Linked DNA regions of Mus musculus: region 2 is linked to region 1. The links are chromatin contacts, called in public Micro-C maps. All regions are on one chromosome and are shown on one strand. Each heading gives the region's core, a stretch centred on a gene start, on an enhancer-like site or on the middle of the called end of the contact. The rest is flanking DNA. Distances are from core to core; before and after follow the strand shown. Region 1 holds the start of Slc12a7 (solute carrier family 12, member 7). Region 2 holds the start of Eprn (ephemeron, early developmental lncRNA).

What was found. A called contact is a pair of places that touch in the nucleus more often than the background predicts.
Region 2: a Micro-C map of embryonic stem cells shows a contact between it and region 1, with 2.7 times the contacts expected there. The contact joins the promoter of Eprn here to the promoter of Slc12a7 in region 1. A contact is called at or near these places in 1 of 39 promoter capture datasets (pre-B cells), 1 of 484 Hi-C or Micro-C datasets (embryonic stem cells) and 3 of 115 datasets of contacts at active chromatin or transcription factors (all in embryonic stem cells).

What each region holds. Positions count from the first base shown.
Region 1 is chr13:73,762,103-73,765,138 of GRCm38.p6, forward strand. Slc12a7 (solute carrier family 12, member 7) reads left to right here and starts at 1,595. Exons shown (of 24, transcript NM_011390.2): 1 at 1,595-1,788. The coding sequence starts at 1,665.
Region 2 is chr13:73,345,842-73,349,301 of GRCm38.p6, forward strand. Eprn (ephemeron, early developmental lncRNA) reads right to left here and starts at 1,543. Exons shown (of 3, transcript NR_045293.1): 1 at 1,378-1,543; 2 at 655-1,220.

The DNA.
Region 1 (3,036 bases), core at 345-2,844:
GTGACTGGGGGCTATGGCTTTTTGTAAGATGTGTTGGGTATGATACCAGGGTCTCTGAAATGGTAGGAACCCTCTCCTACTGAGCCTAAGTTTCAAGTGTTTGCCAGTCTGGAGGGTGTTCTGAGGAGGAGAAGGTGGTCACTATTTCCACCTAAGGTCCAGCTGAGCAGGGGAAACAGGTGATAGCCCTTCCCTATTTGCTATGGATAGCTCCTGGAGGGAGGTGGGGTGACAGTATGATCTGAGCAAGTTGTGCCCTATCCCCCATAGGAGCTGGAAACTGTATAAGAGGCCATTCCTGAGTGGCCCATGTTTCCCCCAAGCTCCTTCCTGGCAGAGGGCAGAAAGCCGGCCATACTGGGTACAGTTGGGCTTTCCCAGAAATGGCTTTTCTGAGTTAGTTTCAAAATGTTTTATTCTCATCGGTAGGATATGCAAATCCCTTTAACTCCCGTATCTCAGCCTATCCCAGCGGTGTCACTGGTCCGGCAGCTGCCTTCCAGTCCGTGTCCCTGATTGAACTGGGCCAGGCCACCTGGCTGGCCCTGTTCCACAGGTTGTGAGCAGCTCTAGGCATATCACCTGTGTTTCTCTTTGACCATCTAAAACAGTTTTGGGTGACTTGTTGCACCTGGGGGCTATGGCTTTTTGTAGGATGTGTTGGGTATGATACCCTAACATTTTAGTTCCATTCTCTCTTGAAGAATATTTGTTTCCAGTTTTTCACCAGTCTTTCATTGAAAATGCACAAGGTCCTGAAATTCCGGAAGATCTGTGACTTCCACCATGTGGTGTTCTGGAACTCTTTGCTCGGATCTTCCTGTCACTACTACCTTCGGAATTTACCTGCCCTTGGAGCCAAAGGGAGGAACTGCCACCCTCCAAGTTTGGGCTGCAAGGGTTCCCCAGGTTGGATCGTGGAACACTCCTGCCAGCAGGTACAAAGAGTCTCGGGCTTGGCTGGCTAGGCCTGTCCCAGAGCCCAGTGACCTTCTTGGGTGGGATTACTTAACCCCAGGGTGCACAGCGTCCCCTGATTGGCCATTACTCCCTGGCCTAGGTTAGCAGCCTGACCTGGTCAGGGCCTGGGCCCAGATCACCAGCGTTGGTGGAGATGAGGAGCTGCAAACTGAGAGAAAGGAGCCATGACCTGTGGGGTGGTGGGAGAAGAGCCCCACGGGAGTTTGGAATGAGAATGGAAGAACTGAAGCTGTGGAAGTGGTGAATGACAGGCTCTTGGAGGGCGGGAGGGCTCTGAGCCTGTGTTGTGAGTAGGAATGGGAGGAGGACGCGGTCCTGCGGGGAGGAACTGGTGTCTCTTATGCTGAGGGAGGTCTGCATCTGTGGGCAGTTCATTCAGCGGTGGCCTCTAGGGGTTGGGTTTGTGCGTACCGAGTCCTTGAGGGTACAGGGCTCTGGCGGGGCAACCCTGAGACTGTGGCTACAGGGGCGGAGTTTTAAGGGGTGGAGCGTCTGGTGGGCGTGGTCGTTCCGGAAGCCTCCCGACCCCGCCCCGGGCAAACTTTTCCCGAGCCGTGGGGGCGGGCAGGTGAGGTCACGTGGCGGGCAAGGGCGGGCCGGGCGGACCCCGCCCCTACGCCGGAGTCCGGCGGCTGCTCTGGAGCAGCGTGTGGCTGCGAGGGACAGCAGAGTCTAACGGAGCCATGCCCACGAACTTTACGGTGGTGCCGGTGGAGGCGCGCGCCGACGGCGCCGGGGACGAAGCTGCTGAGCGCACGGAAGAACCCGAGTCTCCCGAGAGCGTGGATCAAACCTCCCCTACGCCGGGTGAGCTTGGCCGCACCTGCAACGGGACAAAGGCAGAGGCTGGGCCCTTCTGCTGCCGCTGGGCCGCTCTGACTCGTTGGTTGGCGGCGGCCCGCGCGGCGCGTAGCGGGGCGATGGGAAGGGGTCAGAAGGGCCAACTGGTATCTGCCTGGCTCGGAGGAGTGACCCGAGACCGGGAGAGGATTCTTGGGCTGGTGGTTTGTTGGCCCTGTTCGTTCAGTTTCTTGAATTCAGTGCTCTGCTCCTTGCTTGAGGCGCCCGCTGCATATCTCCCTGTTGGCCTGACTCAGTCAGCCCTGGGGGCGCGGTTCCCACCTCTCTGCATGGCCTGACTGGAGCATCGAGGCTGGAGCACCGGAAACTACTTGGTTTGGCAACTCTGACGGGACTAGGGAGGAGTTGCAGAGCTACTGGAGGTACCTATGGAACGGGAAGGCCCAGGTGTCTAGGTGGTACCTGGGAGAGCTGGAGGTACAGACCCCTGGATGGGTGATCTCACTGACGGACAGCTTCCTCTGGGCAAGCTTTCTTTTGCTCCAGGATGGCCCAGTGTGGTCAACCGATAAATCCGACTGGGATCCCAGATCTGCCTCCACTGACCTTGGACCAGCCAAACTTCCCTTGGGATCTTAGAGGAAGGACAGAGGCCCGTGTAAGCCTGGGGAGGGGGCTGCGCACTCTGAGCGCGGGCTTCTCTTTGCTGCTCTTTGTTCCTTGGATCCGGAGCTCTCTGGCACTTTCACTTTCCACGGGGTGGTGATGGGCCTGGGAATCTCTCTCCATCCTACTTCTCAGCACCCTCTCTGCTGATGGCAAGTCACCTTGAACTGACTGCTTCCTCCCTGTTCCAACTCTCTTCTAGACCTAGATCCTAATAGGCCCTAATAGGTGAGAGGACCCAGCACAGACCTACAGCTGCAGCTGGCCTTGCACCTACCCCAAGTTTTACATTGGAGGTTTGGGCTCCAGGTTCTGGGTCTGGAAGGAAAAGAGGGTGCAATCCTCAAGAGATGGACGGATCTTTTATATATGGCATCAGAGCTTTTGCTGCTCAGAATACAGGCAGTAGAAACTGCGCTTCCTCTAGTCCATACTTTTAGGAGCCTGCATTCATAGACTAGGAGTGCTGGCCCGGAAGTGGCCTAGCCCAGGTCCGCAGCCTGCCTGTCTCACTCTGTGACCCTCTCCATGAGATGCTGGACTGTCCAGCTTTCTCTGCACAGACAAAGCATTCTATGTCTCAGGGCT
Region 2 (3,460 bases), core at 293-2,792, 420 kb before region 1:
ACCTTACTTAATTCTGTCTTTCTCACGACTTTTTCATCTGACATTTTCAGTATTCAGTGGTTAAAATCTTATCCTATCTTCCTTTTAATCTGCTCTGTCATCGGTATGATTTTGTTGTTGCTTTACAATCCAAGGGATCAGACCTTGAAGAGGAATCTCCTGGAACAAATATGGCCCTGGTTCTCCTGACTTTCGCCCTCTCTGGGACCATCAACAGTTAGAACCTTGTTATTCTCACTTTAAACTCTGTGTTTCGATCTTGTAAAGTCTGTATCTTCTAGAATATGTAACACCCTATTTGTTGCTTCTTGCTACCAAAATTATAGTCTATCCTGTGCAGATAGCTCCTTTGAGCTTGATACAATATGTAGGACTCCATTTTCTTAGGTGGGTTTCTTCTCTGCCCGATCTGGGGAACCCGACCTCTGACCCACAATCTTCTACCTGAAGAATGTCACATAGTCCTCCCTCCCCCACCCTTGCCCCAACCCCAAACTTGCCCTGCACATATCTGGAATTCCTGGAATGCCTTTCCACACAAAGGAGACATTCACAGTACTTTAAACTCCAATGAAACTTAACCCTAAGAAGAACCCCTTCCCACTATCCAGGGGTGTATGCATGCAAACCCACCCCAAATAAAGGAATACTCACAAACTAAGATTGTCTAAGAGAGCTGTTCCATTAAAATCCGGGGAGATGTCTCCCTTTGTGATTTCTTTTTGTTTCTACTTCCATTTTTAGATCCTGGATGGTTTTGTTTAATTCCTTCATCTGTTCAGTTGTGTTTTCCTGAAATTCTTTAAGGGATTTTTGTTTCCTCTTTAAAGCTTCTATTTGTTTACTTGTGTTCTCCTGTACTTCTTTAAGGGAGTTATTTATGTCCTTCTTAAAATCCTCTATCAGCATAATGAGATGTGATTTTTAAATCCATATCTTGCTTTTCCGGTGTGTTGAGGTATCCAGGACTTGCTGTGATGGGAGAACTGGGGTCTGATGCCAAGTAGCCTTGGTTTCTGTTGGTAAGGTTCTTGCGCTTGCCTTTTGCCATCTGGTTATTTCTGGTGTTGGTCTTTCTGTCTCTGGCTGGAGCTTGTCCCTCCTGTGGGCCTGCAAGCCCTGTCAGCACTCCTGGGAGACCAGCTCTCTCTGGCGGAACCTGTGTAGAGAGGGCTGTGGAACAGCCTTAGCTCCAGGCTCAGATGGCGACCAGAAGGATTCTGTCCAAGAGGGGTGTTGGGGGGGGGGAGAACCAGAAAAGGGGATAACATTTGAAATGTAAATAAAGAAAATATCTAATAAAATCCCTGGAGAAGCCCCCTCTCGGCCCCCATTCCCACCCCGGCTCTGCCCCAGCTCTTTCCCTACAGACCTCACCTCTTCTGGCCTCTGCTTCCTTCCAGCCTGGTGTGTAGCAGTGCCTAGACACCATGAGGGAAGAAATAGAGTACACATACCACACCTATTACATGGGGATTCCAGTCGATCCCTGCTGTTGAAAATCCAACTACTCCTCCCCAACCACTGAAGGTAATCTGTGATCCCTTTAGGCAGGGACTAGCCCCTCCTCTTAACGTCATGGAAGTAGTTAAAAGATTAACTGACCATCACCCTTCTGCTCCCTGAAGAGATTTTTGGACCACACCTCTCAAGGAGAAATTAGGACCTGAGAACAGGGACTGAAATGAAACATTAAGGTTAATATATGAAATGTGGCAGCCTCAGAGGAACTGGCAGCCCTTAGCCTATCTGGGCTTCATTTAACCAAGGGAACATGCTTAGAAAAGCCCCGATAGACAAAATTAGGCAAAATGGATACTATGCAACAACACAGGTGAAATGGATATTATGTAACATAATGGTTCCTATCATGGGAGCTACAGCTTTGAGATGAGTTTAAGAGGACACCATTCAGCTTCATCTTTTTTTTTATGGTAAGTAGTCTATCAGGCATGCAAGGTATGGTAGGTGTCTATGATGAGGAGAGATTCCAACGCCAGGCCAAAAAGCCTGTCTACTTTCGAACTGTTGGTCAGTGTTGTCTAAGAGCCTCCTAAAACCTCATAGGCCATTTAAGAGGACACCATTCAGCTTCATCTTTTTTTTTTTATGGTAAGTAGTCTATCAGGCATGCAAGGTATGGTAGGTGTCTATGATGAGGAGAAATTCCAACGCCAGGCCAAAAAGCCTGTCTACTTTCGAACTGTTGGTCAGTGTTGTCTAAGAGCCTCCTAAAACCTCATAGGCCGTTGCTATTTCACTTGGCTGCCTGCCAGAGGTAGAAAGTAAGTCCCCATTCCTGGAGACACCGTGCACTTCAGACACAGGACTAAAAGCACCTGAGCTGGAACTGACCTGAAAGCCTCTTTTCTGAAAACTAAACTTCATGGTACCAGAAAGGCTCCATCCCAGCTTCTAAAGGAAGACAGCAAACAATAGTCTACCCAGCTATGACACCTGTGTACCACAGTTATGATCAGAGTGGCATGATAGCCCCAAAGGTACAGGAGTGGCATCCAAATCTTGACTCTAACTGTAGTGGTTTGAACAGGTTTGGCCCCCATAGACTCACGTATCTGAGCATGCTCGGCCCAGGGAGTGGCACTATTAGGAGGTGTGGCCTCGTTGGAGTAGGTGTGGCCTTGTTGGAGGAAGTGTGTCATTGTAGGGGTGGGATTTGATACCCCTCTCCTTGATGCCTGGAAGACAGTCTTCTTCCTGGCTGCCTTCAGATCAAGATGCAGAATTCTCAGCTCCTTCTCCAACACCATGTCTGCCTGGATGCTCCAATGTATTCTGGCATGATGATAATGGACTGAACCCTGAAACTGTAAGGCAGCCCCAATTAAATGTTGTCCCTTATAAGAGTTGCCTTGGTCATGGTGTCTGTTCACAACAATGAAATCCTAAGACAGTAACCAATAGCTCTCTAGTTAGACTTAGAACCCTTTGATCTCTGGTCCTCTGGAAGATCAGTCAGTGTTCTTAACTGCTGAGCCTCTTTCCAGATCCCCAATTTTACTTTTAATTTGAGTGGCCATTTTAAACAAAAATTGACCATTTAAGTAAATAGTCTCTCTTGTCTGTGACAGCCTCACAGTTCGAGGGTTGTTGTTCTTAAGGCTTGGCATAATAGGGTAGGAACCAGATATATTCATTTGGCCTCATATGCTAAGGTACATGTACTCACACACACATGCACATACACCACACTCATACAAAAATATGAGAAATAGAACAATAAACAGAAACAGCATGGAAACCAATGAAATGTAGAACAACAGAGAAATCCTTCTAAGAGCAGTAAACTGAAAGACACCAGCACTGAAGTCAAATACAGCCTGTGTCAACTGGGGTGTGATCCTTAGGCCAAGCTTATTCAAACCATCATAAGACTACAGGGAATTTTCTTAGTTAGTGATTAAGAGAGAGGACCTAGCCCACTTTGGGTGGTGCCATC